Regions from separate parts of the Mus musculus genome. Here region 1 is linked to region 2. A link is a contact called in public HiChIP or PLAC-seq data. All regions are on one chromosome and are shown on one strand. The core of a region is the stretch at or near the end of the contact, and the rest is flanking DNA. Distances in the headings are between cores, read along the strand shown.

Region 1 (5,408 bases), core at 748-3,247, 640 kb after region 2:
TTATGTTAATTTTCTTTTTTTTTTTTTTCCGAGACAGGCTGGCCTCGAACTCAGAAATCCACCTGCCTCTGCCTCCCAAGTACTGGTATTAAAGGTGTGCACCACCACACCCGGCTTTATGTTAATTTCTAATTAGCAGATCTGTGTTCCTCTAAGACAGTATCTTCCTTCTGCAACCTAGTTTAGCCTGGAACCCAGAGTAATCCTCCTGCTGCAACTTCTCAAATTTTGAGATGACTCACGCATATCACTGTGTTTTGCTAACATATTTGTAAGCTGATATATCATTTTTAATCAAATAATTTCTTCTATGATATCGAGTTCTATGTGTTATATTTCAGTATGGAGCATTCCACTGCTGAGCCACAAATATTCCAGTCCTACTGATCTTAAGTGTTCTTTCCATACTGAGAAACAGTCCTTTATCAAAACTGTTACACACACACACACACACACACACACACACACACACACACTTTTTATTTCACAATAATATACTTTAAAAAAGAGTTGTGAAGACAATAGAGGGATTCTATCCATCTCCTACCTTTCTGCCCTCCACCACCGACCCATCTATCCACCTACCCACCCATCCATCTACCCATCCACCCACTCATCTATCCACCTATCCATCCATCCATCCATCCATCCATCTATCCATCCATCCATCCATCCACTTTTCCTCATATTTCTGTCTATGTCTGTGAAACAATCGACCCAGATTATTTTACCCCTGACCTCCACTGAGGATGATGGGAAGAGACCCTAGGTCCTCTGCCATGTGCTCTGGAGGCTCCAAGTGCCTGTGATAAGCAGAAATGGGCCCCGATGTGATGGCTGTCACAGAGCAGCAGAGTCTGTCACCCCACTAGTAGGAGCTCTGCTTTTTGGAACCAAGGATCCAACCTGATATTTCACTGCAAGCAAGTTCAAGCTCTATGTTGCTTTAAAACAGACATTTTCAGTCACGTGTGGAGCACACACCTGTCACCTCAGCATTTGAAGGCTGATGCAGGAAGATCTTGTATTCTAGGATAGACTGAACTACAGGGTTAGCGCTGTCTCAAAAACAAAATCTGGGCTTGGAGGGCTACAACGTGCCTGTAATTCTAGCCACTTGGGAGGTGGAGGCAGGACAGTGGCTGTGAGTTGGGGTCTAGCCTGGTTGGTTCCAGACTGCCCTATGTGACTAACCCCTTAAAAAATCAAAAATAAAAGCAAATCTATTTTTCAGATGTACTCAGGGTGGTTTGTCAGCAAGTGCCCTGGTGACTTGTGATGGGGGATGGCAAACTGGAGGCTGCGTGAGTGTATCTGAGAGGGGTGAGGGCTCAAAGGACAGACAAGGTGTCAGTCACCATGGTGAAGACCTGGGTTCCAGGCCTCATGCTGAGCACCCACCAGACAGCTCAACCTCATGGGATCCCCAGCTTCAGTGAAGCATTATGTCTTCAAAAGCAAGGAAGGGGTGGCAAGAGGGCACAGCAGGGGCTTGCAGCCAATCCTGGCCACCTGAGTTCAATCCCCAAGACTCCAAGACTGAAGGAGAGCACCAACCATGGGCAAACTACCCTTTCATCTCTCTCTCTCTCTCTCTCTCTCTCTCACACACACACACACACACACACACACACACACACACAAAACACAATAAATAAATGTAATTTTTATAGTAAAAAACTCAAAACTAGGAGCAACAGAAACACTCATGACATCACCTCTGGCTTCCATTCACATGAACATTCTCACAAAATAAAATCAAACGGAGACAGCACTTACTTGCAAGCGTGCCCCTTGGGGCTTTGACTGGACTCTCTGGCCTCATGGGTTTTGCTCAATGAGATACATTGGGGTTCAGTCCAAAGGATCCCCCTGGACACACTGTTCTATCAGCAGTTCTATAGAGCCTCACCCCTCGCTCCAGGCAGAGTCTCCTGTTAGCCCCGGTCTCTCTAGATGGCCATCTACTTCACTGTGGGTTCCTCAGACCACAGACTGGTGCAGCCAAAACCACAGAGCAGGGATTCCCGGGAAGCCAAGACCATGAGGTAACAGATGGGTCTTCATGGATGCGAACCCGGAAGAACCCCTACCACAGGGGCCTTCATTTCCCTCAGCTTCGGGGCTTCCTGCCTGCCAGGGGGGTCCCTCACCTCCTGAGCCTCAGCCCTCGGGAGGAATTTTCTAGAGATCTCAGCTTCTCCTTCAGGGTCCAAGAAGCACAAGGAAGAAGACAGACTCGGCTGGTCCCTGAGCAGTGCTGAATACCTGAAACCTCAGTATTTGGAAGGCTAATGCAGGGGAATTGCTGTGAGTTCCAAGGCCATTCTGGGCTACAGAGTGAGCCCATGCCTCTGCAAACCAAAACAACAAAAGACAGGAAAGAGGGGAAAAAATGAGCCAGAAAGATACACAGTGAAGGGGGGAGGGAGGGAGAAGCCGGGAGAACCTTCCAGAACTCTCAGAAGCCAGACACCCTGTGTGGGCAGCCTGCAGTTGATCTGGCCACAGCACATTTGCCTGACCAGCTACTGATCTGCTGTGGCCGAGGTGGAGTACCACTGGGACGGGCCACGCAGCACTGGCCTCAGGTTCTCCCCACCTGCGGATATTTCTGTCTCTGTGATCTGTGATCCTCTGGGAATTGCCACCACTCAGAGAACACAGCCCTGTCAGCATGCTGGGTTGCTCCCAGTCTCTACCCCAACCTCTCTGATCACCCAAAAGAAGCCTCAGAGACTCCACTCTGACAGGATGTAGGGATAGAGGAATGCAGCTCCCAGTGGGATATGTTTGTCCTGGGACTTGAAAGCCTGGGACTTACCCTGGGTCTGTCTAGGGCAAGCTCAGTCCTCAGAACCAGACAGAACTGGATCCCAAGCCTACCTAGCTTGCCCTGGTCAAGCTTCATGTTCAGTCATGTGAAAGGGGACAGTCCCCATGCCCTGTGCCTTGGCAGGAGGCTGCTAGTTTGGCATACACCGACTGCACTGACCCTAGTCCAGGCCTTCCCACATCTTTGTATAACAGACCCATGTCCCTGAAGAGGGTCCAAGGGTTAAAAGTGAAGGAGACCGGTGTCTCCAGGTCTAGAATGCTGAGTCAGCTTGTTTGTTGGGCCCAGCTCAGAAGAGAACCTGCTATACACCACGTGGCACGTCTGGATTATTTTGTAAATGAGATCTCTGAACTGAGTAACTACAAACCCCTTCCCCACCATTAGCACCAGGTGCAACCGTGCGCCCTGTTATCTCAGTACTCAGAGGCTGAGGCAGGGCAGTCTCAGAGATAGAGGCCAGTCTGAGCTACAGAGTTAGGTCCTGGGTCAAACAACATCAATAATATATTTTTAAAAATAAGAGGCTTGCTGGACATGGTGGTGCACACCTTTAGTCCCAGCACTTGGGAGGCAGAGGCAGGTGGATCTCTGTGAGTTCAAGGCCAGCCTGGTCTACAGAGTGAGTTCCAGGACAACCAGGACTACACAGAAAAACAGTGTCTCAAAAAAAAAAAAAAAAAAAAGCAAAGGGAGGGTGGGTGGAGGCTCAGCAGAGGTGAAGGCAGGAGGCGAAGGCTTGCCTTTCGAGCAGGAAGACCCTGATCCACACCTGGCACCAGCTGCACATGTGGTGAGTGCCTGCCATCCCAGCACTGGGAAGACAGGAGCAGAAGGATCACCACGGGCCCTGCCAGCCATCTGAGCTGAGCTCCAGGCCAGTGAGAGCCTCTGGCTCCAAAACAAGTCAGAGCAGGAGGACACATGGCGTTGGCCTCCACCCACGCACATAAAAACACGGGGACACGGGCATGAACATGTACACACATGTGCACACATGTGCGCGCGCGCACACACACACACACACACACACACACACACACACACACACAAATCAAACAGCATATTGAATGATTAAGGCTTCACCCCTGACTCAAACAGGCTGGAGCGTTAGGGAGGTGACACAGAGGGACTACAGGATGCTATCCATGCTACTGGGTGCCACTGGCCAACCTCATGATCTGTGTCCAGAGCTGGCCTGAAGTGGCCAAGGCTTCTCCACCCCCAGCCACCCCCAGGATCACAGGACTTGGCTCCTGGCCACCCCCGGGGCGCTTCTTGGCAGCTATCTGGCCAACTGTCACCTCCATCAATGCGTAAAAGCCATCAGGCCCTACTTCCCAGACCCTGGTCATAAAGAACCAACTCCCTGGGGTCCCAGCCGAAGGGGATGAGCCACATCCCTCACAGTGTCTCCTCCAGCACTGTCCCCAGTGCCCTGCCCGTCCGCTCCGCTCCCAGCCTCATCCCGGATCGATTTTATGAAGGTACCTGAGGGTTCGTCAATGTTTCCGGCAGTTATACACCCCTGTTTAAAAATTCTTAATTAAGCAGGGTTTTTTTTTTCTGTTTACACTCCAACTAATTACGCTTTTAAAACCAACAATAAAACATTAAGTCCCTGCTATTAAAGGCCTCAATGTGGGCCTGCGGAGCAGCCCGTCTGGGCAATTTAGGAACTGGCCACTTCCATGGGAGATAGGATGGCCTGCTGGCATGGGCGGGTGCCCAGCGTCCCTCAAGAGGGTTCCTGTGGCTTATCCGTTCCCAGGAGGGCGGGGATGGGCCTGGCTTCCGCTGGGCCCGTGCTGATGGAGTTATTGATCGGCTGGCCTGGGCTCGGCCCATCTTCCTGCCATCCTTGGAACATCACCGTCTGTGCCAGGGAGAGATAGCGTGAGTCCAGGGAGGCCCAAGAGGCCAAGAGCGGGGAGGGTCCCAGCTTGGGGATCAGGTCCCTGAGCCACACACAGATTTGCCCCAGTGAACTATGGGAATTTCTTTGGCTTTGCTGCCAGCGGGGATTTCAAAAGCCACCATTTGTGGTGTGGGCGACGGCACACTGGGTAATGTGTGAGAACCTAAGCCCAGCACAGAGGTTAAAAAGCTGGCCAATGTGTCCCTGCACACATGTAGTCCCAGAACCGAGGAGGGAAGACAGGAGGCTCCCGGGGGCTCCCAGTCTCATCCCATCTTCAGCGAAGACCCTGTCTCAAAGAATAAGGTGGAGAAGACAAAGTAGGACACCCGAAGTCCTTCTGTGGCTCCATGAGCATGGGGTACCTATTCCCACACTTACTCGTGTATGGAAGCGGGGATGACGGGACAGGTTAGTCCCAAATCTTTGAAAGACCTTTCATTCTGCCTCAGAAGAATGGGTGGGACCATTGTCTAAACAATGCCGATCTGTAGAAAGGTCTAAAACAGAGCAAGCATCCATGTCATGTGTAAGGAAAGGTTCCCTGAAATGAGTGCTGGGGAAAGCCTAGGAGTTGCAAACACTGGCCCAGAGCTGCATGTAGGCCCTGGTTTGTTGGTTTGTTTGTTTGAATAAAGTTTTATTGTTTCATGG
Region 2 (5,977 bases), core at 3,368-5,867:
AGATGTCACTAGAGGTTGGACCAGTCACAAAGAGCAAAAATGGATTGGGCATGTTGGACCTCCTGCACTGTCTGTCCACTGTTGGTGATGATCACTCCCATGTGGCAGACAGGGCATGCTAGCTGAGGGGATGCACACAGCTCTCAACATTGCCCATCAGGAGGGACCTGCGTCCAGACACTGCTGAGGCTCAGCTCCCACACAATCGGCACCTCTGTTGCAGCCAGCACATCACAGCTGCCCGGAAGATGAGAGGGAGCTCCCGGGTGATTCAGGCCTCCCCTTCTGCCCTCTGAATGTCACAGCAGCGTTCTGCATGAGGTGGGTGGAGAGTCCAGGATGCCAAAGCAAAATCTTCAGGGCCAGCAAAGGACTCTGGCTGGGGATGAGGTGGCTCCCCTTGCTTAACAGCCAGCTAGAGACTTCAAGAAAGGTCAGGTGTGTTGACACACCAGCACCCTGATGTGCAGGTGTCACCATTGGTGATGTCCTTATCTCACTGTTCCACACCTTGAGGGGACTCTTGGCACTAAGGGAGATAAGCCAGCAGGCAGGCAGGGTCCATCTTCAGCTGGCTAGAATCCTACAGGCTGAGGATCTTCATCTTCTTGCCAAATCCCTAGAATCCTGCGTGCACACCCACCAGCCTCCTGCCTACATACACCGACCTCCTGGAGCCCAGTGTGCACACAAACACCAGCCTCCTTGTGGCTGGAATGGGCAACCTACAAAGTGGTAAGCTTTCAAATAAGAAAAGCAGGTGACCCTGTGACAGGGTGACTTCATCCAATCAGCTGAAGGTAGAAAGCAGGTCACTGCTTCCAAGTAGCCTTCAAGCCTGCTGAGGCTCCAGCGTGCCCATCTTCCCTGACCCCTTACCAACCAGCAGACAAATCTACCATCACAGGCACCCACTCTCTCTCAGCAGAGCCTGCCCAGTGTACTGAGACACTGGGTTGATGCCCAGCACCATCCCAACAGAACCAAGCTCTCTGCTCTGAGCACGGAACCCCATCAGTCCTGCTGCTCTGCAGAGCGGACCTGGTTTATTGTGTTAGTTTCTCTCCATGCTCAGCCTCAGGTAGCCCAGGCTGGCCTTGGACCAGGATGCTGCTGAGGATGACTTTGCACTTCTCATCATCCTGGGATAACAGGCGTGCACTTCATGCCGGGTTTACATGGGACTGGGGATGGACCCCAGGGCCGTGTGTACGCTGGCCCAGCGCTCTGGCCACTGAGTCAGGACCACCCTGGCAGATCATCACAGACTAACAGGCATGCAAACTCCATGCACGGCCTTTCTGTAGCTAATCATCAGTGCCTCACAGACCAGCCTGGCAAGAGTTTTGTCTTGGAAGGGAAGAACATTTGGTGCATGCCAGGCTAGAACTCACCAGTATGCCACATTCCTGCCAGAGAATCCAGCAGAGGCAAAAATCTGTGAGTTTTAGGCCTGCTTGGTCTACAGAGCAAATTCCAAATGGACCAGGGCTTCACAGTAAGACCCCGATCCAGCATCATATGACCAACCATAGAAGATGACAGGACAAATGCCCACCCAGAACCTTCTCACCTTTCTGGCCATGATGAGGCCTGACGGCCTATGCCGGGCCTTGGTGACCACTCCGCCATTGCCGGCACCCAGCTCTGAGATCCTCTCAAAGTCGTCGTCCTTGAGCTCACCGACCTTAGCCTTCTGGGTAAGGAAGGCCTCCAGCCGCTTCCTTTGCTGCTCATCCAGGTCCAGCTCTTCCAGCTTCTTCTGGAGGTCCACCAGGTTTGCCCTGCAGCACCCCAGGAGCAGAGGGTGAGCCAAGGACCTGAACTCCACGCCTGCGCTCCAGGATCCCCATCATGTGGGAAATGGACACATTACTAGACTCAGAGGCTGGGTCTCCAGGTATGGAGGAATCATGACAAACTGCCTCAGAGAACCCCCAGTACCCCCAGGCTACATGAAGAGGCAAAGGAGCAGAGGCCAGGTGCACCAAGGCCTAGGCTAAGACCCTGTCTTTATGAGGGCATTTCAAGTAGCTTTGGAGCCAAGAACCAGGCCCAAGAGGGAGGAGATTAAAGTGGCAGCAGCCATGCCTGGGATTTAATTGTATGTGTGATTATGCTAATCAAAGCTGAGGCCACCCACACACTAGGTACACCCATATCCAGTCCCTCACTGGTGGATTCTAGGTAGAGGGGTCTATCCTTTGTGACAGGGTCTAAAAGCTACCCAGACCACCCCTGAATGCACACTGTGACCTAGTGTGGCTTGAATTGATCATCCTTCCTCAGCAGCACCGGCTTGGCTTTTATAACTAAGAAACCTGCCGGGCAGTGGTGGCGCACACCTGTAATTCCAGCACTTGGGAGGCAGAGGCAGGCAGATTTCTGAGTTCGAGGCCAGCCTGGTCTAAAGAGTGAGTTCCAGGACAGCCAGGGCTACACAGAGAAACCCTGTCTCAGAAACAAACAAACAAACAAACAAACCTGTTCCCACCTCCATCTTCATCCAAGGGGAGGGGAGGCCCTCAGAAAAGCCACCCACCTGACCATCTGTCACACCCAGTTCTTGCACACACATCCCATGAGCCTGCTAGCATGAGAATGCACCAGTCGCCCTTACAGGACCCCAGGCTGTACTGTATGTAGCCCTTGAAGCACTCAGCACCTTCTGGCTGCCCCTTTATCTTGTCCTTAGCTGCTGGGAAGCACCTAAGCCCTCCCATGTCTCCCAGTGGGTGTTTTAAGCCATTAGCTTTGGCTAGCAGGATTCAACCTCCAAGACCTAGCACCCCCTTCTCTGACATTTTTCATCATGGGCTTCAGTCTCTTAGGCACTTCACCCAACGCCTCAGGTCCCCCTCATGCCATTACTATAAGTTCCACACTGGAAAGCCTTCTCCCCATTCTTTCCTGGAACACCACACCCCAGGCCATCTTTATGCACTCTGGGGTCCTCAACAGCTGCCTTCAGACTGAGGCACTTCCATCATGCTGATATGCCCACAAAGGGGTGTCTCACCGAGTCTTTCCTGACAGAGGCCTCCCTGGTCTGGTATCACTCAAGGATTCTTAGGCTGTCCTCACCTGGGACACCCCTCTTTTCCCTTCAGGAAGACCAGCCTTCCCCTTCTCCTCCCAAAAAAACCTTATCCCTAACCTTATTTGATCAATCGTCCTTACTTGACCCTTTTTCAGGAAGGCTTTGTACCCAACTGCATCGCTCATCCCACCCCATCATAGTGAGTCTGTTACCCCCACACCCATCTCCAAGGGCACTGTCCACTTTCCACTAGGTCACCATGTACTCCCCAAGCCAGGCTCTCCCCTGCACCTCCCCTTGCTTCTTCCAACAGGTTCCTTCCCTCTGCCCCTGCAAGGCCAGCCTTGCCTCCTCAGACAAGTCATGCCTTCAACTGCTCCACTCACCTGGTACCCAGTCTTAAGCGCTAGGCTAGGCTACCCCGCACGGCCTCTGTTCCTCTAACCATACCACACCTCACACACACACACCCGGAAAGCCTCACTGCTCCCCTGATTCTCCTGGCCACCTTCAGGACGTCTTCTTTCTTGGGTCTCCAATTGCCCTGCCTCTCTTCAGGCCCCTCTCCTTACTCCAAGTCATACCTCTCTCTAGCTCCCCTTTCTTGGTCCCAACACCTGCAGGACCTGCCCCCCTCTTGTACCCACGCCGCCCCCTTTGCCCCCTGTTTCCCCTTCAACAGCAGAGATTTTCCCAAAGCCATTCTCTCAGATCCCTGCACCTTGTCCCCATCCCTACCCTGCCTCAGGCACTGCTACTCTCCAGACCAACTTTTCTAAAGCCAAGTTCCGGCCGAGGCCCCGCCCCTCTACGCTCACAGGACTCAGGGCTCTCCCCTTGGGCCACGCCCCTCTCCCATCTGGCCAACCTGATAAGACCACCAGCCTCACTGCTCTGGCCCCGACCCCAACCAGGCTTTTGTTCTAGTCCTCAAAGGCCACGGCCCTCTAAGCTCACAGGCCACTCACCTTAGACCACGCCCCTTTCCCCGGGCCAAGCTGACACACCACGTGACTCACCCAACTGGCCCTGCCTCCACCCCCCCCCCCACAACCCCCTCCATGCCCGGACCCCCAACCAGGCTTTGTTCCAGCCCTCGAACTCCACGCCCCTCTCACCTCCATCCACACCATTCTCAGGACCAGCCCCTGTCCTCCCGGGCGCTGCTATCCCTTCAGACCACACCCCCACTTGTGGTCACGCCCCCTTCACGCCGAGGCCCGCCCCTGTCCTCACACGCCCCGCCTACTCACTCAGAGGCGCCCTCGCTGGTGGGGGACGGGCCCTCGGCGATGGTAGGGTTGATAGTGAGTGCCGGTAACACCGGCTTCCTCCGGGCCAGCATCGGGGCTCCACGGCCAGCGGCGACGCCTCAGCCGGGGCCCATAGGGGGCGGCGCGACGCGGGCCCGGGGCTGCGGCCTAGGCCGGGCAGAAGGTGGAAGGCGGACGAGCCCGGAGCGCCGGGGCGAGCAGACCGACGCCGAGGCCGAGTGAAGCTGACGCTGCAGCGCAGCCGGGAGGTCGGGGAACAGGGGGCGGCCACAAGCTCGCAGGCCGAGCTCTCGCGAGATCTTTTTCTGCGAGGTCCCGCCCTCAACCGAGGCGCATGCGCGAGGTGGCTCCCCGGCCTACTGTAGAAGGGCAGAGGCGGACGCTGTGTTTAATGTTTGCGGCGGTGCAGTCGTCTGTCTGTACGATCAGCTTCCCGGGGTCGGCTGCGTGTGCGTCTCAAACGCGGGTGGGGTTACACACGGCAGGACCGCGAGGAGACAGACCTGCCAGCATCAGTCGACTCAGACTTGTTTAGTTTCATATATTTTCCTAGATTTGGCCGCTGGGACCGTAGGCCTGAGCTACCTTACCTGCTTCCTGCTTTGCTGCGGCCCCGTGTCCTATAGGCGAGAGCGCTACCCACTGAGCCCTACTTCCTGCTGTTTGTTTTGTTGCTTGTTTGTTTTTGTTTTTATTTTGAGACAGAGCCTCAGTACCCCACCCACACTGTTCTCGAAGTTACTGTGTTGTCCAGGCTTCACCTCCACTCCCTGCAATCCTCCAGTCCCAACCCCTAGTGTTTTACTGTTCTGCAACAATCCCATAGCCCTACAGACCTTTCTCACGGCCCTTCATTGAAGCTCGGGTATGGGTAATACATAAATTCCCTTGGTCCCCATCCCTGACGGTCACCATTTCAGTGTGTGAATCCGAACACTTCTTGTGGTTAGGGTCACTTATGTCTGGCTTGTTTTTCCTTTGCCCTCAAGGTCCATCCACAATGGTTTGGATGGCAGGGCTCTCGTCCTTTTCCTGGCCAAATAGCATTCCATTGTGTAGACATACCACTCAGGGCTGGTTCTTTGTCCAGGGTCACACTCTTGGAATTCAGAGTGTACAGATACATAGTAAAACCCCTGCTCTGGGCTCTTGAGCAGGCACATGGAAATCAGACTTGCAGGGTCTTGCTCTGCAGCCCACGGTGGCCATGAAGTTTGTTCTGAGTGACAGCATCTCACAAGGAAGTTCTCCGCGTTTTTTTACCTCTCAGATGGTAAAGATGAAACCCACCAGGGAGGCAAGCAGGCTTTCACCTGGCTACAGCCTTTATTCAGTTCAATGACTTTGAGAATGTATTTTTTTGTTACAATTTTGTGAGAACAAACCATTTTATTTTTTTAAGGTTTATTTACTTATTTATGTATGAGTACACTGTAGCTGTCTTCAAACACACACTAGAAGAGGTCATCTGATCTCATTACAGATGGTTGCGAGCCACCATGTGGTTGCTGGGAATTAAACTCAACACCTCTGGAAGAGCAGTCCTTGGTTGTTTTCTGAGACAGAAAAGAGTCTCATTTTCTGTCTCAGAAAACAACCAAGGACTGGGGTGTAGCCCAACAAGGGACCACTTTCTGCGGCTGGTAGTGGAACCCAGGTGAGT

What was found. HiChIP or PLAC-seq counts read pairs in DNA pulled down with a chosen protein or histone mark.
Region 1: a contact with region 2 is called in a FOXA1 HiChIP or PLAC-seq map of pancreatic cancer cells. The contact joins the enhancer-like site here to the promoter of Map2k2 in region 2. A contact is called at or near these places in 5 of 39 promoter capture datasets (the C10 cell line, liver, neural stem cells and 1 more) and 2 of 115 datasets of contacts at active chromatin or transcription factors (memory CD8 T cells and pancreatic cancer cells).

The regions. Positions count from the first base shown.
Region 1 is chr10:80,458,145-80,463,552 of GRCm38.p6, reverse strand. No RefSeq gene overlaps it. Among named protein-coding and RNA genes, the nearest start is that of Gm40716, 15 kb to the left of the region's middle. Within about 2 kb of position 1,997, at least 11 of the 459 cell types and tissues checked have an H3K27ac peak or open chromatin away from gene starts, as enhancers often do. A contact at or near this core is called in pancreatic cancer cells, where this site is marked.
Region 2 is chr10:81,104,555-81,110,531 of GRCm38.p6, reverse strand. Map2k2 (mitogen-activated protein kinase kinase 2) reads right to left here and starts at 4,617. Exons shown (of 11, transcript NM_001347144.1): 1 at 4,294-4,617; 2 at 1,574-1,784. The coding sequence starts at 4,385. Mir5615-1 (microRNA 5615-1) reads left to right here and starts at 5,859; the gene lies at 5,859-5,918. It overlaps Mir5615-2 (microRNA 5615-2), which reads right to left and starts at 5,916; the gene lies at 5,857-5,916.